Regions from separate parts of the Mus musculus genome. Here all the other regions are linked to region 6. The links are chromatin contacts, called in public HiChIP or PLAC-seq and promoter capture Hi-C maps. All regions are on one chromosome and are shown on one strand. Each heading gives the region's core, a stretch centred on a gene start, on an enhancer-like site or on the middle of the called end of the contact. The rest is flanking DNA. Distances are from core to core; before and after follow the strand shown.

Evidence for each region. Promoter capture Hi-C pulls out the DNA fragments that hold promoters and counts their contacts. HiChIP or PLAC-seq counts read pairs in DNA pulled down with a chosen protein or histone mark. Capture Hi-C pulls out chosen DNA fragments and counts their contacts.
Region 1: a contact with region 6 is called in a promoter capture Hi-C map of adipose tissue, with 2.9 times the contacts expected there. The contact joins the promoter of Pld4 here to the promoter of Tex22 in region 6. A contact is called at or near these places in 7 of 39 promoter capture datasets (the 3T3-L1 cell line, cranial neural crest, frontonasal cranial neural crest and 4 more), 1 of 484 Hi-C or Micro-C datasets (uterus), 2 of 115 datasets of contacts at active chromatin or transcription factors (embryonic stem cells and pancreatic cancer cells) and 3 of 9 other capture datasets (adipose tissue, embryonic stem cells and liver).
Region 2: a contact with region 6 is called in a promoter capture Hi-C map of adipose tissue. The contact joins the promoter of Cep170b here to the promoter of Tex22 in region 6. A contact is called at or near these places in 10 of 39 promoter capture datasets (the 3T3-L1 cell line, the C10 cell line, the HPC-7 cell line and 6 more), 1 of 484 Hi-C or Micro-C datasets (the G1E-ER4 cell line) and 2 of 9 other capture datasets (adipose tissue and liver).
Region 3: a contact with region 6 is called in a FOXA1 HiChIP or PLAC-seq map of pancreatic cancer cells. The contact joins the promoter of Adssl1 here to the promoter of Tex22 in region 6.
Region 4: a promoter capture Hi-C map of liver shows a contact between it and region 6. The contact joins the promoter of Clba1 here to the promoter of Tex22 in region 6. A contact is called at or near these places in 4 of 39 promoter capture datasets (cranial neural crest, liver, maxillary cranial neural crest and 1 more), 2 of 484 Hi-C or Micro-C datasets (embryonic stem cells and rod photoreceptor), 1 of 115 datasets of contacts at active chromatin or transcription factors (pancreatic cancer cells) and 3 of 9 other capture datasets (adipose tissue, embryonic stem cells and liver).
Region 5: a promoter capture Hi-C map of the HPC-7 cell line shows a contact between it and region 6. The contact joins the enhancer-like site here to the promoter of Tex22 in region 6. A contact is called at or near these places in 3 of 39 promoter capture datasets (the C10 cell line, the HPC-7 cell line and cranial neural crest), 1 of 484 Hi-C or Micro-C datasets (bone marrow-derived macrophages), 1 of 115 datasets of contacts at active chromatin or transcription factors (bone marrow-derived macrophages) and 1 of 9 other capture datasets (liver).
Region 7: an HNF4G HiChIP or PLAC-seq map of pancreatic cancer cells shows a contact between it and region 6. The contact joins the promoter of Zbtb42 here to the promoter of Tex22 in region 6. A contact is called at or near these places in 1 of 39 promoter capture datasets (cranial neural crest), 1 of 484 Hi-C or Micro-C datasets (embryonic stem cells), 1 of 115 datasets of contacts at active chromatin or transcription factors (pancreatic cancer cells) and 2 of 9 other capture datasets (adipose tissue and pancreatic islet).

Annotation. Positions count from the first base shown.
Region 1 is chr12:112,759,341-112,762,040 of GRCm38.p6, reverse strand. It overlaps Pld4 (phospholipase D family, member 4), which reads right to left and starts at 1,386. Exons shown (of 11, transcript NM_178911.4): 1 at 1,258-1,386. The coding sequence starts at 1,284.
Region 2 is chr12:112,720,736-112,723,435 of GRCm38.p6, reverse strand. It overlaps Cep170b (centrosomal protein 170B), which reads right to left and starts at 1,262. Exons shown (of 19, transcript NM_001024602.3): 1 at 1,054-1,262. It overlaps Gm46382 (proline-rich extensin-like protein EPR1), which reads left to right and starts at 1,270. Exons shown (of 2, transcript XM_017315329.2): 1 at 1,270-1,875.
Region 3 is chr12:112,618,687-112,621,386 of GRCm38.p6, reverse strand. Adssl1 (adenylosuccinate synthetase like 1) reads right to left here and starts at 1,340. Exons shown (of 13, transcript NM_007421.2): 1 at 1,077-1,340. The coding sequence starts at 1,268.
Region 4 is chr12:112,807,552-112,810,251 of GRCm38.p6, reverse strand. Clba1 (clathrin binding box of aftiphilin containing 1) reads right to left here and starts at 1,277. Exons shown (of 5, transcript NM_145450.3): 1 at 444-1,277. The coding sequence starts at 863.
Region 5 is chr12:112,701,313-112,704,012 of GRCm38.p6, reverse strand. No RefSeq gene overlaps it. Among named protein-coding and RNA genes, the nearest start is that of Gm30298, 13 kb to the right of the region's middle. Within about 2 kb of position 1,427, at least 64 of the 459 cell types and tissues checked have an H3K27ac peak or open chromatin away from gene starts, as enhancers often do. A contact at or near this core is called in the HPC-7 cell line, where this site is marked.
Region 6 is chr12:113,073,106-113,075,805 of GRCm38.p6, reverse strand. It overlaps Tex22 (testis expressed gene 22), which reads right to left and starts at 1,304. Exons shown (of 3, transcript NM_001361919.1): 1 at 947-1,304; 2 at 370-562. The coding sequence starts at 525. Pacs2 (phosphofurin acidic cluster sorting protein 2) reads right to left here. Exons shown (of 24, transcript NM_001081170.1): 24 at 1,405-2,700.
Region 7 is chr12:112,677,453-112,680,152 of GRCm38.p6, reverse strand. It overlaps Zbtb42 (zinc finger and BTB domain containing 42), which reads right to left and starts at 1,313. Exons shown (of 2, transcript NM_001100460.1): 1 at 1,208-1,313; 2 at 1-777. The coding sequence starts at 760.

The DNA of each region.
Region 1 (2,700 bases), core at 137-2,636, 310 kb after region 6:
CACCATGTTCCTTCAGTGGAGTCACTACAGAGTCAGGCCAGTCATTCAGGAGGCCCTGTGCACCCCAGATGGGTCACCCAACCCCTGGCACAGACACGAGCAAGGCACTGACTTCCCACCCTCCCAGCCTGAATGCTGTTTGGAACCTAAGGCACTGTATGATTGTAGTTGGTTGGTTGTGGAATCTGGGGGCTTCTTCAGTTCTGTGGGTCAGGCTATCACTCCAAGAGTGGTGAGACTAATTCCACTGTCCCTTAAGGGTTGTCTTGGACAGCAGCCTGTAGGCATGTGGCTAACCTTAGCACAGGGAATGGATTATAGGAGATAGGCCTGGGGCTCTATCTACCCTCGATGCCCAAAGTTACGGGGAAGTGGAGCCTAGAAACCACAGTGAGAGGATGGGGGCGGGGGAGAGGACCAGAGTCACCCACAGAGGCCCAGCACCCTCTTACCAGAGTTCCTTGAAGAAGGGAGTCAGGAGGTCACTTCCATCCAGATCATGGCTCATGTTCTTAGATATATCTCCCACCCTACCCATAGCAGGCAGCTCAAGTGACCGAGGCAGCTTCAGAAACCTAGCTTCTGGCTCTGACCAGTCTTATAATGTCCAGTGGGGCACAGACATGAGGTTCTGGGCCAGGGTTACCAGGCAGGGCTATCCCTCAAAGAGCTGCTGGCCTACCTCTCCCAGCTGCTCTGAGAGAAGTGTTCTCATCCCCTAAAATAGTTGGATTGGCAAAAAGGCAAGAATGCAGCAGCCGTAATCTGGGACTTCCAAGGGCCACAGACTTCTGACCTCCTTGTGGTCACTGGGAGCTACTCTGAGGTCAGGGTAGGAGAACGATGAAGGGCGGCTCTAAGCATCTGCAGACCTGTCACATCCTTGGTCCCTGTGGGTCTTTCGAATCCTTGGGGTGGGACTGTCTGGCTAGAGGGAAACACTCCCTGGTACTGGCATATCAGGAGAGGGGTGAGCTGGGGGATGGGCTTTAGAGCCCCCTGAGCCTCAAGGTTCTGGGGTTCCTGCCCTGTGGGCTAAACTGTGGACCCGAGGCGTGGGATAGGACAAAGCTGCCCAGTGGCTGGAGACTTTGATACCCATTGACCCTGGATCCATAGATCAAGCAAGGAGTGGACATCTGCCAGCCAATCTGGGTGGCTTGTGGGACCTAGGGTGCTGGGAGGAGGGGACTGTGGGAGGTAGACAGACACCCCTCTTGAGGCCCTCTGTCTGGCTCTAGCCTGGCTACCACTTACCTCTGGGTGCTCTTTCTTCTTGTCCATCCTGGTTCCAGCCACTGTCTGCAGGCTTTGCCTGTGCAGGCAGGCACCTGCCTCCTCTCTGGCCTGCTGCTTCCCCCTTCCATTCACTTCCTCTTTGTTCTGAGCACCCCACCCCCACGTCAAGACAGATCGGGTCTCTAGGGGGCGGAGCTGAGAACTTTCACCTCTGGAGAAAAATCTACCCTGCTTGCTCCTAGAGAGGGTCCCTCAGTCATAAACCAAATGTTGGAATTAAGTTTGACTGCAAACACCAAAGTCTCAAGTAAGAGAGCCTCAAACTGACTTAACTTCTCCAGGGGCTCATATATTGAAGACTGGTAATTTTATTGAAGTTGCATCATGAGCTAATTAACAAATTGTGCAATGATAGCCATGATGGGAGGAGGTGGAAACTGTGGAAGGTGGGGCCTGATTGGAGGATGTAGGTTTCTGGGGCAGGACTTGGCTCGCCATGTCTTATGCCTGGGTTCTTCATCTCTCTCTGCTTCCTGTCTGTTATAGGGCAAGCTGCTTCCCTCTGCCTTGCTGCTGTTACTATGCCTGGCCACACTCTAGTTCCATGGGAATGGCAACAGCTGACATTGGTTAAAACCTCTAAAGCTGCAAGCCAAAATAAGTCCTTCATCCTTCAAACAGTTTACCTCAGGTCTGCGTCATAGTGAAGAAAAACTGACTGACCCACCAACCATACCCTGCAACCAGTTTCTGGAGAAGTTATCAGTGACACAGTCACAGGAAGTCTTAGCCTCCAAACCCTGGAATTCAAACTTCACAGCCCTAGAATGGCTTCCAAAGCTCAGCCATCACCTCATATCCCTAGCATAGAATGAAGCATCCCCAGAACACTTCTGGAGACTGGAAAGGGAACTTCCATTTATCTATATTAGCTACAACTCAATCTACGCTTGGCCACAGGGCCATACCTAGCTGCAAGGGAAGCTGGGATCTGGAGGTAGCCATGACTCACCCCGCTGAGGAATTCAGGTGAGGCTGTTCCCTGGCCTGTCCACAAACATAGGCTTACTAGTGGCTCCTTGAAGGGATTCTGCCTCCCCTCATAGTCCAAGATGGATCTTCTGAAGACCAAACCTTGTTGCCTTTAGATCAGGGTCTTGGGAACAGCCCCAACTTTGAACAGGGTCCAGGTTGACTTCCCTCCTCCTTGGCAGGCAGTAGGCCTCAGTTCAGGGATATGGCCTCAGAGTGTCCTCAGGGGAAGAGTGCCAACCTCACAGGGTGGGGAGTACTCCTGAGGAGCAGGGCCTGACCTCAGTGACCCGTGTCCAGCCTGGTGGGCAAGAAAGTGAGCAGAAAAGGGACCATCCTTCACTTCCTGTGGGATAATGCCCTAACTTGGCTTTGGGGTTGTTGTGGGTTATCCACCAGAGAAGACAGCGCAGACATGGGTCTAAGCCA
Region 2 (2,700 bases), core at 13-2,512, 350 kb after region 6:
AGAGGCAAGGGCTAAAGGGGCAAGATTTCAATGCCCTTGCAGCCTCTAGGACCTCACTGGGTATCCATAGCCCCAACTCTCAGAAAGACCCAATCCTACTGGCAAAGGTGTCAGGGCTGTGGAGGGAGCCCCCCCCCCCCCCAGGCCCCAGACCCAGGGCGTCACTGAGCCTCCCAGCCCCACCCAGCCTGGATGTCTCCTACTCTGACATCACCTGCCTGCCATCATCTCACTGTGGACAGCAGGCACGGGGACACCCTTAGAGGAGAGGGAGGCCAACCCCCAGAGCCTGGTCATGGGGTGACCACTGCCACCGCCAGTCCAACTTGGAAAGGCTTCTGAGCCAGGGCTTGCTGTAGGAGGTTTGGGGCTAGGCTTAGCCCGGCCATCGTTGCTAGGAGGGAGAATAATAAACACCCCAAACTTGTCCCCTCAGCCGCGCCAAGCAGAAGAGCCACCACCCGAAGGTGAAGGAGGAGGTGGCGATGCAGATGCTGAGAGACAGTGGGAGGCAGGGAGCAGCCCCGTGGCTGAAAGGAGCAGACAGGAGGAGGTCCCCTCCTGGCCGCGGACAGCCCAGAGGCAGAGAAAGCAGGGAGACGGTGGCGGCTAAAGGGAAAGGAGAGAAGAGAAGGAAGACGGAGGGAGGGACCGCAGAAGGAGGGGGGACCGGGCACCCGGGAGGAGGCCGGGAGGCGGGCAGGCGCGCCAGGCCCAGAGGGGGAGGGAGCGGCGTTGTATCCTGAATCAGCGCTGGCCCTGCCCGGGCGGGGACCGGGCGCCCAGGTCTACCAGCTCGGCAGGCCGCGTAGACATGCGCGGGGCCAGGCCTTGTCGCCGGTGCCAGGAGGCCCCTCCCGGGCGCGCGCAGACATGGGCAGCATCGGCAAGCGCTGGCCGGGCCAGGTGTGCCGGGCCCTCGCCCAGCCCCTTCCTCACCGCCGCTTTTGTCCAGCCCCGCCCGCCCCGGTGTGGCCTGGAGGCACGCAGGTGCCCTGCTGGAGGCCCTGCCGCCGTGGGCGCAGGGCTGGCGCGGCCCCTCCTGCGTCCTACCTGTGCTCCCGCCAGGCCCGCGGCTCGCCCGCCCGGACGCTGCCCGGCCCAGCCCGGCCCTCTGCCCGCCCGGCCGAGCGCTGGGCGGGGCCGCCGCCTAGGACATGCCCGGCGCGGCCCGCACGCTGGCGGCAGCCCCGGCCGAGCCCACGGGCAGAGCGCCGGACCGCGGCCTCGCGCGGCGGGTCCCCTGACGTCTGCCGCGACACGCTCCGCCCCGGCGCGCCCCGCCCCCGTGATGCCCCGCCCCGCGACGCCCCGCCCCCCGGAAACCAGGTTAGGGCGGGCCAGCCTCAGCAGGTGAGCTGGACTCCGCAGCGCCGCCCCAGAGGTTACGCGCGGCCCCTCCCGTTCCGTCCACCCGTCCCGGCGCACCGGATCGGGCAACCAGGAACGGGCGATCACCTTTGTCCCCGGCCCAGCCTGGGGCGGCGCATCTCCGCCACCCTGTGCATTCAGACCCCCTTCTCTCTGGCGCTGGCTATCCCAGGGTTGCGAGAAAGGGCGTACGGCTGCCCAGCGTCCTGTCCCAGAGCCGAATAGTTAACATTTAACCACATTCCAGAAGCCCGAGCTCCAGCCGCTCTCCCAGCCCCAACCTTTGGCCTTTCAGCCCAGTGGAGGGGTGCAGGGCGAAGGAAGTAGGATGGATCCCAGAGGCCTGTGCGTCCAGCTGGGTCTCTTCCTCCTGCGCCCTCGACGTTGCAGGATAGGCCACGGGCTCGGGACAGGATGGTGGGCAAAGACACCAACGTACCTGGATGTCACAGTGGGCTGGACGGGGAGGGGCGGGGAACTCCGGAGGCTCTCCCAGTTCCTGAGGTAAGTTCTCACCGGCCGCTGGCTGGTGCCTGGTGCAACAATGGAGGTATCAGGTGTCCCTCTAGTGCCAAGGGGGAAAGGATTAGCGTGGGGCGGAGCGGCTTTGCAGAGTGGTGGAGAAAGTACTGTTCAGAGTGCATTCCTGCATTCCCGTTGAAGGGTACTAGTGAGGGCCTTGGCGGAAGTGGAATGCAGAGCAGAACTCCAGGCCTAGGAATGTGCGCTTTATCCTGCTGGTACAGGAGCTTCGTGAACCCAATCCACCCCGCCCAGGCTCCAAAGCCAGCGGGCACAGTTGCCCATCCCTGCCCTGTAGAAGGAGGTGGAAGGGGTTCTACACAACTCGAGAGTAGAGGCAAGCCCGCCAAGAGGAGACAGATAGGAAAAACTGCATGAGAATGTGCTAGGTTGTTGGGCCTGGCTGTGCGAGCTTATAGTACAGGCCCAAATGGGGGAGCCTGGCTTGCGGTATGGACAGAGGAGGAACCTGTAGCCTCGTGACCAATTTTGGATGTCATCCCAAGGACAGTGGGGCTCAGGAAGTTTGTGCCAGCTGAGACCTGATGAGATGAAGGCCTTGGAGAGAGCTCTAGATGTCTTTGTGGGCAAACGGGAGTACTTTGAGGGGGAGGCCAGGACTCCAGGGAGAGGCCAGGAACTGGAAGAGATGGAGGCAGAGGAGACTTGTCAGGTACTGGAAAGAGGAGGGCTGGGTACGTTCCTGTCTTCCTAGCCCATTTGTCCTTGCCAGGGTTGTTAGCCCCGGTCTCAGCTTCCGGGAGCTGTATGGGGATTTTGCAGTTTCTTCCTAGTAGACTGAGACTG
Region 3 (2,700 bases), core at 91-2,590, 450 kb after region 6:
AGGGCTTAGGAGGCCCAAGGTCTGTCCTTAGGACCTAGAGACTTCAAGGGAGAGGGGTGAACAGGGTGAGAGAGCAGGGTAGCTCCTCATTCTTAAGAGAGTTTCCAGAAATCCTCATCCCCAGCTGGGCAAATGTGGCCCAGGGAACCAAGCTATGCCTCCGGAGGCCTCCTAGGAGTCCTCGGGAACTCAGCAAGAAAGCCACAGAACCAGGGAGACAGAACTCCAGCAGGTGTTCCCACCTTCATTTGGGTCAGCAGCCATAAGTGTGGCTCCAAACCCAGTATCACAGAGTATCTTCCCTCAAACCGAGCCCTCTGTGCTGAGGATGGCACCGCAGAGGCAGTGTGGCTGTTAGCTGCAGCTCAACACCACAGAGACTTAAGGAGAGCAGGCAGCTAGCCCTAGGAGAGTACCCACCCGCTGTCCAGAGTCAGTCAGAACAAATGTGGGTGCTCAGAGCACTTTGCAGCTGGCCAAGGGCACAAAGACTGTCTCTGGCCTTCTCTGAGCACTACCAGCCACCGGGTCACACCCTGCCCGGGAAATCTGTGACTCCTCCTTTCTCCATGTCAGCCAGACCCCTTTGAACTCTGCTTTAGGCTCCTGACCCTGCGTTCCTCTAGGTTAGAAACCTATCTTCATCCTGTCTCTGCCTGGCTGACTCGCCGAGGACACCCCCCTTCTCAGAAAGCAGCTCTCACCCTTTGCTGCATCTTAGGGTACCTCGACCCACCCCGTTGGGGCTTTCCCCACTGGAGGGCCCACCATCACCGCCCTGGAACGCCCTACCCCTGAGGATCCCATGTCCTCAACTCAGCGACTTATATTTTTAGCTCGGGCTCCTGCCATTGCCCTGGGGAGGAGGTGGGTGGGTGGTGGGAGGCCAAGAGCTTTGTGTGAGAGGGTGTGTGTGGGAAGGAGGACTTAGGCAGTGGGGAAGGTACTCCTGGGAGGGAGGAATCCAAAAGGCTGTGACCCACTCAGGGCACAGGAGGAAGGGGTTCGTCCGGATCCCGGGGAAGGGGAGAGGCTCGCTGGGCAGGTTAGGGAGGGACTCGGCGCCTGGCCCGCACCTGGCAGCGACTGACGATGTCGGCGTCCGTGGCCAGCAGGTCCACCACCTTGCCTTTGCCCTCGTCCCCCCACTGCGCGCCCAGCACCACGGTCACGCGGGAGCCTGTCGCCGCCGCCTCCTGCTGCAGCCGCCCCCTCTTGACTCCGCCTGTGCCGGGGGGCCGGTCGTTGGAGGCTCGGGTCCCGGACATGCTGGCTTAGCTCCTCTGCTGCTCTGGGCCAAGCGAGAGCCCGCCGCCGCCAGAGCTCTCGCTCCATTAAATGCGGACGCCTAGAGAGGGGGGCGGGCCGGGGGCGGGTCCTGCGCACGCGGTGACGCACCTCGGTGACCTGCGGCCACAGCTCCCTGTCCCTGCCGCTGTCGCTGCAGATGGCGCGCACTTAGGGTGCTAGACGCCCCGACACGACTTGGGCAAGCAGATGACTCAGAACACCCTAGGACGTGAGAGGTGCCAGTGCTGCACGACCCGGACTCTACCCCTGCCCACTGGCCTGCTAGGACTAGGGTTTGGGGTTGCACAAACAGCGGAGGAGGCTGCTTTTTCCGGGGCAAGAGAGCGGTTAACAAAAGCAGAACCACAGATGTTTCTTTGCCGTTAATCTGGAGGATCTGCCTGCGGGATCACCTGTTTTCCCGTCTTGAACCTCGAGTCCAGGACCAGGAACGGTTCTCCTGAGAGCCGCCCAGAAAGTCACCTTAACTAAGACGATCTCTCTCCACCAGGCCACATAGTCACCCCTGCTGGCCCAGGATATGCAGCTCTTGGGTGGCTGTAGCTAGCTACTAGCCCAGCGCCAAGTGTAAGATGAAGTACCCACATCCGCTCGGGGTCAGAGCAACTTGAGGGACACAGGAGCAGAGGAGGATTCAACTTTCCAAGAGACCTCGGGGTCGATGGTTTCTGCCACTCAGTCCAGACTGGAAACAGGGACAAGGGAAAGTCCTGAGGCTGGGAGGCCTGTGTGGCATGCTCCCCCCAGCCCCCCACTGGTGCGTGTCCTTCCAGGGTGTGCTAACTGACCCCTGGGACAGGTTCACAGAGCAGTCAGGCTCCTAGTTGTCCTGGGGGCAGTTCGCAGGACTGTCACAAGACCAGTGAGACTAGACACACCCTCTGGGGGACTGACACCCCCCCTCCCCCAGCTTGGGGAAGAGAGGCTATTCCCAGTCAGCCTCAGCCACACTGCTGCTACCCTCCCTGGCTGTGCAGGTCATGGTGGTCTGTGTCTTCTGTTTCACATAGGGACATAGACACTCTCTTCAGTTGCTATGGCTGAAGCAGTCAGGGCCTCGGATCTGGACACTACTTCTTAGAAGAGCCTTACAGTCTTTGTGTGCAGATTACAATATCCTTCTCTACCTCACTCAGTGCCACAGTGGGGAGGGGGCAAGCGAGTAGACGTGGCATCTAGAGTTAGTGGTTCAGGCCAAGATCTCCTGAGCAGTGGCTGGGACAGGCAGAAATCCCTGATAAGGTCTTTCAGGAAGGTGTGCTCAGAAGGCAAAGCAGGCAGAGAAGGCTGATGCAGGAACGGAGACAAGGGGTAAACAGGAGAATATGGGGGGGGTTGTCACAGGAGGAAGGGTAGGGGGCACAGCAGCTTCTGAGGACTGAGGGAGGA
Region 4 (2,700 bases), core at 28-2,527, 270 kb after region 6:
TCTGTGTTTGGGGTGAGCCACTGAGGGGAATGGCTCCGAGGCAGTGGAGGAGGCAAAGGTGTGGTCAGCTCTCAGGGCTGTGTGGGACCCTATGTCAGTCCCCTGACCAAGCCCTCTGTTCCTTGTCCTCCCCCCCCCCCCCTTTTTAGTTTGTTTTTCAAGATTAGGTTCCTCTGTGTAGCCCTGGCTGTCCTGGAACTCACTCTGTAGACCAGGCTGGCCTCGAACTTGGAGATTCGCCTGCCTCTGCCTCTTGAGTGCTGGGATTAAAGGCGGGTGGTGCCCAGCTTCCTTGTCCTCCTTTTAAGCAGAGGACAGCCAACCACACAGCAAAAGACAAACTAGGTGAGAAGAGAAGGCTAGCCAAACCCCCACATTCCCAGGGCACAGAGACTTGGGCAAAGTCTAATGACAAAATACTTCCCACTCAACCACGGAAATACCTCTGAAGATGGGCCAGCAGCAGTTCCTGTCACCCAGGGTCCACCCTGCTGCACCTGGCAAGAACTGCCCTCTTCGGGGACTGAAGGGGTTCTCAGCGGCTGACATTCCGTGGCTCTCCCCAGGAGTTCAAAAGACTGAGAAAACTGCTCCGACTTAGCTGAAGACTCCCGGAAGCCTTCGAACTCTCCCCACCCGCCGCTGAGCTCCCCCGGGTGTGGACAGCTGGTGGGAAGACCCTCATCCAGCCTGGAGCTGTTAGCGTTCGTGTCCGGCAGAACCACGGGACCGTCGCAGCAGATCCGCCTCCGTTCCAAACCATCACCACTCTGTCCTCTAGCTGTCTGGTGGGGGGACCCCTCTCCAGGCTCCTCTGCGAGGTCACTCACTGACTCTCTCCCCACCTCCTGCCCGCCTTGCATCTTGGTGTAGCCAGGCCAGCCGACCCGAAGGAAAGCTGCTCAAAAAACATGCAGCGGCTGAGCTGGAGTTGCCCAGGGCTTCCTGGGAGTGTTCACGTGCCTCCGTGGAGTCGACCCCTCCTGGCACTCGCGGATGACTAGTCCGGCACGGGGGCGTATCCTAGGGCCAAACAAGTGAGGCGAAGGAGGGCCTGTGGGCAGACGCAAGTCCTGGTGGATGAGCTGCAGAACCCGGTCTGCGAGGCCGGAGGCTGAGGGCAGGGAGCTCGGGGATCGCGTCCCAGACGGGAGTCTCGCGGGCTCCGGGACCAGGTCCCAGGCGCAGACGGAGGGGGTCCCGAGCTCCCAGAGGCCCGCAAGGCGCGCACCCACCTTCGCCGCCGCGACGCGCCTCCCGGCGCCCGGCGGGGAGATACTACAGCCAGCTTAGCCGGCAACCAGCGCCGCGCGTTGCCCGGCAACGATGCGTGCCAGCAGGCTTCCGGCGTGCTTTAAGTGTCGTCAGCACGCCACCGTGTGGCGTGGCCAACAGCGCCCCGCCCATGCCCATCCTCTCCCGACTACCACTTATGTTGCTGCGGACTGGAGGATGCTGGCAGCTCTGCAGTGGGTCCCAGCCTGCTATCGTGACTGGTCTTTCTGCCTCCCCCGCCCTACAAATATCGGTGGGAGCAGTTCTCTTTTTATTATGGCGCCCAGTGCCTCTGTGTCCGATATGTCCCTTGCAGTCGCATACCTGGCCCTGGAGTAAGGCCACTGCCACGGTACTGGCCCCTCATCCCACACCCTCCGGCCCTGGTTCCTTGCTCTCCTATTGGATGCTTTCTCAAGTCTGGAAGCTATGGGGAAAACTCTGTCTACCTGATTTAGTTCAGTTCCAGATCACATTCCCTTCTGCAAGAATGAGCGTCTACTGCCTGCAGAGTAGGAGAGCCACTGCCCTGCCTCGTGTGCTCACAGTCTGGGCCGGGTCACCAGCCGGACCCAAGGCGGAGCAGGGTCAGTCTTGGTCATGGACAGGCAGAGACTCACAGGCCCCTGCAGGGCCCTGATGAACTAACCTTGCCCCTCTCCCAGCCCCAGCCACAGAAATCCTTGGCCCTTTCCATATGTCCCCATCCTGAGCTTCATGAAGTCAGCCTTCAGCCTGTCACATCTTTATCCAAGTCACCCTAGACTAGCAGCCATTAACAACCTCCCCTGAGAAAGAGGTGGGTCAGGCCTGCATCTAAACCCAACTTCAGCCCCTTCCTCTATACTCAGATTTCCCCCTGGACTTCCCTAGGCCCTGCTCTGTCCTTTGCATGAATTATGCAGTCCCTCATCCCCTGCCTCCTCAGGAGAACTACTGGAAAATTTGATTTAAAAGTGACAAGATGAGATCATTCGCTGCATCTTGGACCACAGCCTTCCCCATTCCCCTGGGCAGACGAGCCTGGCACTGTTCACTGAGGCTTGCGGGCAGAGAGCTCAGGACCATGGCTTGGTGCAGCTATTCCCAGCTTTCCCAGTGGCCCGGTAGGATGGTGCAGACACAGTCTGTGTTTACAGACACTGGCTTGTTTGCCTCACTCTGACCCAGCAGGTCCTGCTCTCGGTCCGTTCCCAAGGCTCCAGTTCCCCTCACCTGCTGCCCTTGCTGACTTTGACGTCTGGGGAGCTGGAAGGACAGGAAAACTGAGGCCTGGGCCCACAGTGGGACACACAGTGGCAAAGGACTGGGCTGCAGCGGGTCTTCCCACCTTTAGTGTCTCCTCATGTCTGTCTCGCTTTCAGCTCTGAAGCAAGACTTCCAGAACGATTCCAGTTCTTCTGAGTCCACGTTGGGGTGATCTGT
Region 5 (2,700 bases), core at 178-2,677, 370 kb after region 6:
CTCGCTTATCCAAACTATTATTCATGGCAGATGAAAATGCATAGGTCAGCCGGGCGTGGTGGCACACGCCTTTAATCCCAGCACTCGGGAGGCAGAGGCAGGCGGATTTCTGAGTTCGAGGCCAGCCTGGTCTACAGAGTGAGTTCCAGGACAGCCAGAGCTATACAGAGAAACCCTGTCTCGAAAAACCAAAAAAAAGAAAAAAAAAAAAAAGAAAAGAAAAAGAAAAAAAGAAAATGCATAAGTCTTACTCAGGGTGGACCAGAGATTGAACACCTTTTGCAGGAAGGGATGCCCAGGAAGGGAAGCTCGTTGCCTAAACACTCGGGCCTATCTAGACATCTCATTAGCATGGAGAACTCTAGTTTTTTGTGCTGTTTAGGTGACTGTTGTCATGGTCCCCTTAGTGGTGTGTCGTGGTCACATGTTTCAGGACCAATAGTCTGGCCAGGAGCTGACTCTAATGCCTGCTGTTCTCAATTTTGAGATTTACTGGGGTTTTTAAATCTGCTTTGACCTTACCAGTTCTTCTGTCTGGTGGCATGGTTGCCCCACATGAGGGTCTCAGCCTCCCATGAGCGGAGTCTCTATGAGCCAAGTGCTCATGGACACATGAGTCTACTGCTCTGTGTTGGTTGGAGCCTGTGAGTCAGGCTCTTGTAAAGTCAAACTAAGGGGAGATCTCTGCACAGGCTGTGTGTTCTTGTAAGTGCACCCATGTAGCCACTGTGTAGCACCTGTGTTGCTACTTTGTGGGTTCTTCTTCCTTGCAACCTTTTCTTCCACCCTTCCAATCCCCTATCACTAGATAGGAGAGAAAGAAGAATGGAGGGGAAAGGAGGCAGTGTTATCATTAGATTACTTCCTGCTGGGTTGATTAAGGACACCAAGTTCCTGGGGGGAGTCCGGGAAGTTTGATCTTCACCATCAGATATCTAATTTCCTCCTCTCTCTCCTCCTCCTCCTCTTTCCCCTCCTCTTCTATGACTACTTAACAAACAGCGACCACCACCAACCAATCAACAACCCACACTGCCTCTTGGGACTCATTTATATACCCTCTTAAATGTCCCCAAAGTTTCAAATGTCACACGCTTGCAAAAACTATCTGTAGCAGGCAAAACCACGCCCCTGCTAGAGCACTGGGCAAACCAGTCAGCAGCTGTGGACAGCCTGAAGCAGCCCATGTCCCCACACCTGGGATATGAAAATTCTTAGATTCTTAGAATATTTTTGTGTTTTGAAAGAAACCAAAATTCCAAAATTGTCACTACATACCCATTGGAGTGCCTGTGTGGACATGGATCAAGCTTTACCACTAAGAAGTTTGCTTGGCTGGTAGATGTAAGGAGAACTACTGTTGGCAGCACTATCCCAGGACAGGTGGGTATGCATTGCATGAGGAAGCCAGCTAGGTATGAGTCAGAGAGTGAGCAAGCCAGGAAGCAGCGTTTGTCTGTGGTTTCTGCTTGAGTTACTGCCCTGACTTCTCTCAAGGGTGGATTGTGACCTGGAAGTGTAAGCTGAGTTGTTTTTAGTCATGGTGTTTATCACAGCAATGTAAAGTAAACTAGAACAGACGCAAAGCCCTTTAACCACCATAGAGGCTGGACTTGAGGAAAGAGATACAGTTAGGAAGTCACTGCTGTCCTCTGTGGGCATCCTTCCAAGCCTCCCCCAGGACCAATGGGCGACTATCCAGGTGGACCGGGGGGAGAACAGCCCGGCTTTCTGGGGTTATTATATACTAGTCATAAATTGACGCTCTTTAATCCCTGGGGCTCATCATGTTTCTAAGATCACAGACCATGAGCATCAAGTGACAAAAGGCTCAAGTCCTCTCACAGGGTTCTAGTGACTCTTGGGCATGTCCTGTGGTTAAGTCCGTGGATCTAAAGTGTGTTGAAGTTGGACATATGTGACAGCTGGCATGAAGTCCATGCTTGTCTCTGTGATCTATAAGAAGGGCCTGGGAAGGAGCCTCTAGGAAGGAGGGAGACAGATTCTCTCCACAGCCTCCAGCAGGATCGACCCTACAACCCATTGCCTCAAGTCTTCTGGTCTCCAGAAGAAGAGAATGAAGTGGTCATTTGTAGTGACTGGGTTTGTGGTGGTTTGCTTTGGTAGCAGTAGGAAACTCATAGACACCCCTTTGCTGCTGTGTGATTCAATGCACAGGTGGGTGGGTCTGTGATGCACAGGTGGGTGGGCCTGTGATGCACAGGTGGGTGGGCCTGTGATGCACAGGTGGGTGGGCCTGTGATGCACAGGTGGGTGGGCCTGATGTGGCAGTAGACCATCATAGACCATCAACAATGGCAGCTGTTCTAGATGCTCATTCTGGTTTATTTATAAACAAAGCCTGGGCTGGTCTCAAACTCAAGAGCCCCCTGCCATAGCCTCCTGGGTGCTGGCAGTACAGGTGAGATCATGTGGGTGGGGTGTGTGATCTTTTTGGAGTGAACCACCACTCCTTTGAAGCCTGGTATGAAGTTACTAACCTTTGTTTTTCCCTCAGTCTCAATTAATATGGCCAATCAGAAAAAAAAACAAAAACAAAAACATTCCTTCCCTCTACGTGGCATTACCCCACCCTGGTGACCTTGTCTCAGGATCGGGTCACCTCTTGTCTTCTGTCAGAACAGTTTACAGAGCCTTTACTACCCTCATGTCTCTCGAGTCCCCTCCTTTACTGTGTCA
Region 6 (2,700 bases), core at 55-2,554:
GTTAGCATCTTTACCATCTAGAATGCCCTGCCTTATGAAAGCGGAAGGGGCTACTGGTCAGCCCTGCAGGACAGTTGTCACCTTTGGAGGGACCTCAAAGCAGGGGTCAGGGACACTGCACGAGCTGATGTGGGTATGTGTGGCACACTCCTTCTGACCTTAGGCGACCTCTCTCTGCCTGGTGTCCACCAGAGGAAGTCTACCTCCGAGCCTAGCCTGAGTAGTTGGAGAAGCAAGCCCTAAAAACTAAATGTTTCCTCCAGTCCCATTCAGTCCTTTCCTCTTGTCCCAGAGGCCCATTCTCGGTGTCCCTTTCCAACCAGTCCACCTAAAAGCCTGGGTTCTCGGAAGACTCTCCTAACTGCTTACCCAGTCTTGGGTCTGCAAGTCGTCCTGAGGCTTGCTCTTGGTGTCTGGCTGGCTGGAGGCCACGGCAAGCCCCTGTGGGGGTGACTGTTGTCTTTGCTCTTGAGCAAGCTGCCACTGTAGCGTCTTCCTCTGGGGGCGCTGTTGCCTGCTGTCCATCTCTAAGTACAGCAGGTTGCAGTTCCCTCGACTAGGGCTGTGGGGCAAGGTGCAGGAAGGGAACTGAGCAGGGTTCCTGCTGCCACGGCAGATCCCTAAAGCAGATGATGGCAGGCCCTGCTGGGGCCGCCTTCTACCTAGTGACTACTCTTGCCGAGTAGCGGGGTCCCTTGTGACTTTCTCTCCCAGGTCTTGTGGCCATTATCCTCCGCACCAGCATCCCCCCAGGGACAGCAGTAGCCTAGAAATAGATGCTAGCCTAGCCTTCTCTGCTCTCACCGAACCACCTGGTCTGCTTTTCCTCGCAGGGGGCGCTCCTTCTGCGGTCCTGACAAGCTCTTCAGTCCTAGGATCCCACCCTCAATAGGCCTCCTCCTGTCTTGGACAACCCTACCACACAAGGCCCAGGCTCAGCGCCAACCTGAGCTCTCATTTCCCACCCTCTCCGTGGGTATGAACTGTGGAAGTCAGTTAAGGGCAGCAGTGAAGGTATGTGGGAGTTGGGTCACCCGCTCCCACGCGGATGCAGAGCTCGCCCAGAGGGCTCTGGGAAGGGCTCTGTAGGCTCCGGGACAGATGAGGGGGGCTTAATGAGCTCCGGTTGACAATGGATCAGCCGGTGAGCCCAGGCTCAGAAGGGTCTGCACAGGGAGTGGAGGGTCGTGTGGCCTGTGAACGCTCATGTGGGTCCAGGTAAACAGAGCTGGCTGGTGAGGCTGACTTAGGACCTTCAGCACCAGCCTGAGAAAGCTGGATCCAAGGACAGAGCTCTAGGGAAGAGGGACGGAGCTTCCGTCCTACAGACCCCGCCCTCCGCGGCCGCTTCCGCCCCCTCCACGCGTGCGCCCCAGCGTTCAAGCCGCATGGCCCCAACACATTCAGAGAAATCACAGCAGTGGGCGGCCTGAGCGCCGTCAGTTTATTAGTGTCGCTTCAGCACCTTGAAATCGTCCACATGGTCGCATGGGACAGATCAGTATCTGCTCCCAAAAAAAGCTATTTACATGAATCCTGCTTTTTATTAAAAAAACAAAAACAAAACTAGCAACATACACACTCTAGAAATCAGTCACAGCGCGCTGGGCAGTCTGCAGAAGCGAACGGAGTCATCCTCACGCAAGGCTGTCAGCTTCTGCTGGCCCCCTTCCAGGACAGAGCAGTCTCTGAAGGGCACAGGGATTTAGGGAGCAAGTACCCTGGCCCTGGGGAGAAGTGCCAGGACGTTTTTATGCGGAATTCATTTGAGATGGAGGCTAGAGGAAGAAGTGAGGCTTGCAGGATAAGGCTAGGGCAAGCCATTGCTTCAGGGCTGAGCCTCCCGCCTCCCCACGCCTCCCCACCCCCACCTCCCAGCACTGGTACCTTTACAGTGATACTGAGCTGCGTACTCAGAGGGTGGTGGCAGGAACCAACTTGAAGGTAGAGGCAGGGCCCCCAACTGACAGCAATGAGCAATGGCAACTGGTGTTGCTTGACAGGGACCTCTAAGACTGGCAGGCTCTGAGGGTGATGCCTCAGAGCTTCGGATGCAAACACACTCTGCGGTTCGTACCACTGCACTGCCTGTCAGGGGGGCTTTGGTGTCATCCTTCAAAGGGACAAAGTGCTTCTCCATGACTTCTCATTACAGCTCCATGAGGTAGGCAAGGAAAATGGACCATCTCTCTAACCACTGGGGGAGTGAGGCACAGGGAGGAAGGACTGCTGTCTAGGTCTGCACCTAGCACTGCCATGGTGGGGGTTGGGGGGAAGGTGTATGGTGCTCAGGTGCTAGGCTTTCCTGACTCCACCCTGGGCCAGCTGTGGGACAAAGACGCTGCCTACACCTTCCTCTTGTGTGTGTAAAGTCAGACCCCTGGAACCAGTCAAGGAAGGAGCACGTATGTACAGGGGAAGGTTCTGGAAAAGGGCTGCCCTCAGGCAAGAGCTTGAACCCCTGTGGCCTCAAGGCTAGAAATCTAGGTCAAATGTTTCATATGAAGGTTGACTTTTGGGAAAAAACACAAGGGGCAGGTAAACTAGGCTCTTAGGCTCCAAGGATTACAGTGGCCTGACTCAGCACAAGATCTTTTCAGAGAATACCTCACCAGGAGTTCCACTAAGAAGCCCTGGACCCAGGGACCTGGGGACCTATTATCCAGGACAAATAGACCCTGTTCAGCAAGTCAATAAGGG
Region 7 (2,700 bases), core at 64-2,563, 400 kb after region 6:
CCTGGGCTGCAGAAGCACAGACTGGTGGTGGGGATCGGTCCGCGCTCTGCGGGCTGCTGCTATCTTGTTCTGAGAACGAATCTTGCTCAGCCTTCACCAGAGGCTGCGCCACTTGCTGTACGGAGCTGCAGAGGGATGTCTGGAGGCGACAGGGTGGGTGTACCTGCTCCGGTCTTGGGCTAGGCTTCAGTGACAGGTCCAGGGCCCCACTTGACTGCTCTGCAACCTGCCAAGACGGAGGTCCAAATGTTGGCAGGGGATGGGTAGCCTTGACCCCTAGAGATGGGTGTTTGGCCTTTGGTGCGGCTTGGCAGAAGGCAGGGGACCAGGAAGGCAGGGGGTGTGGTGGCTGCCCAGGAAGCTCTGTCCCCAGCGTACGGGTCTCCAGATCTGGGTCCTTCTTTCTGAGTCTGCCCTTGCAGACCTTGACGATGTCATACATGTGCAGGTAACTGGCGGCAGCCAGGACGTCCTCGACAGGTAGGTTGTGCAGGTCCAAGCGGCCCTCGTACATGAAGTCCAGCAGGCGGCTGAAGGCGGGTACCGTGACGATGTCGCCGTTGAGCCGCACCGTGTCGCGGCTGCTCGCGGGCTGATCCCTGTAGAAGAGATGGAAGTAGACACTGCACGCGGCCAGTACAGCGCGGTGCGCAGGGAAGCGCGCGTCGCCCACCAGAACAGTGCAGTCGCACAGGAACCCCAGCTCGCGCTGCTGCCTCAGGCGGCCCAGCAGCCGTACGCCGTGCTCCGGGAACTCCATGCCGCCGCAGTCATCACCTGGGCACAAACGGGACGCCTGTCAACACGCCGGGGATGCCGTGGCCCCCGCTCGCCCCGACGCGCCCTTCCCGGGTGCAGGCAGCCCACAGAGAGGCGCGGGAGTGACGCGCGCAACCGCCAGCCCTGAGCTGCCCCGGCACCTGCCCGGAGCAGGAAAAACTCGATCGAAAGTAAACAGAAGCCGCTCTGCCGCCGGGGCGGGGCTCGGGGCGCAGCGGAGGGGCCGAGCCGCGCGGACAGAAAGAAGTCAGGACTTCAGGCTGCCTCGCCCCCCCCCCCCCGCCTGCCGCGCCCCCCGACGCCAGAGTCGCCGCCCGCCCGCACCGCCGCCAGCTGCCACCGCTGCCGTCGGCCCCATTTATGGCAGCGCGGCCGTGGGGAACGGCCGGCTAGGCAGGCGGAGCCGAGTACCCGCCCCTGTGCTCACCTTCGCCGCACGCGCGGCTCTCCGCTCGTTCTGCAAGCTTTCCCGTGCAGCTCGGACCGCACCGAACTGGGGGCGGCGCGCCCCGGCCGGGAGGGCGCGGGGACCCGGACGGCGCCGGGCGGGGCGCGCACTAACTTGGCCGGCGGGGCAACGCCTGCTGCTTGCCCCGCCCCGAAGAGCGAAACTCCCGGCTGGAGCTGGAGGGGGCGGACCGGGCGACTTCCCGGAGCGGCCGAACCGCTGAGGTCACCTCGCTACCCCTTCTCTGTCCGCCCCACCCGGTCAGTCCCGCTAGAAGCTAGCCCGCCGCACTCTGTGACGGGAGGGGGTGCGGGACCCTCTCGCGATACTTGTCTCCTGGGCCTCTGTGTCCTCCATGGGGTCCCGACTGCCCTGGTGGACAAAGGGGCAGTTGCTTCTCCGTGGACTACGGGACAATGGCCTCGGACCCGTTGGAAGACGGTCCTTCAGATGGGTCAGGGCGCCAATGAGAGACCACAAATGTCAAAAAGAAATTCACTTCGCCCTATGAAGATTTCTCTTGAATTCACGTTAACACATCTGGGACAGGCCGTGGAGCTGGGGTCTCAGAGAGAGAATTACCGCCCTCTGCAGACCCTGGGCTGACAGTCAAGCGCACTAAGATCTGTGACAGAGGGCACTGGGTAGGGCAGATGTGGTGGGATGGGTTTAAGACACAATCACAGAGAAGTGGCAGGAGACCTCCGGAGTTAGGCAGACAGGTCACACACAGGATGTAGGAGGAGTGATATGGAGAGAGGCCAGGGCCGGCACCCTGGGCACAGTGTTCCAGGGGAATCAGGGTCAGCAGGGTTTGAGGAGACTCCTGCTTCTTCTGGGGAGAGGACGTGACAATAGAGCCCGGGGTTTAGAGGAGTCGAGGCCCCTTGGCATGGGCTACACCAATGGCTCCCAAGTGTGCAGGCGGAGGGGTATTCTTAGCTGAGGGGGCTTGAAGTTGCTTGAGACATCGCTCACGTTGAGCTTCATTAAGCTTGTCAGTTAGACACTCTCATTTACAGTTCTAGCGTGAGGGAGGGGCCACGCAGTACCAAATCACAGAGCCAGAGTTCCTATGGGGCTAGGCCCGTTCCGAATTTTCACCTTGCATTTGTTAGAAGTCCAGGGACCAATAATGTTGGGTGGGCACCACATAGAGAGCTGGAGGGTAAGTATGAAGGAGGTCTTGCACAGGAATTACAGGGAAAGGGGTTTGGGTAGAATATCCAAAGGCATTCTGGGTAGAGACAGCCGCTGAGTCCTGTCTCTCCCCCCAACCCCCTGCCCGGCTCATTAGACACTCAGAACAGAGTACCCAGTTGTGAAGTGGGGCTTTCTGGCTGTTGGGGACAGCTCCAGGGGGCCTGTTCAAAGTTGTATTGGAAGCCCAAGGGGGCTCCCAGGGTTCCTGGAGGACCTAGATTCTACAGGGAAGAAAACCAGTGTTGTACTAAACGGAGGTTGAAGCAGGG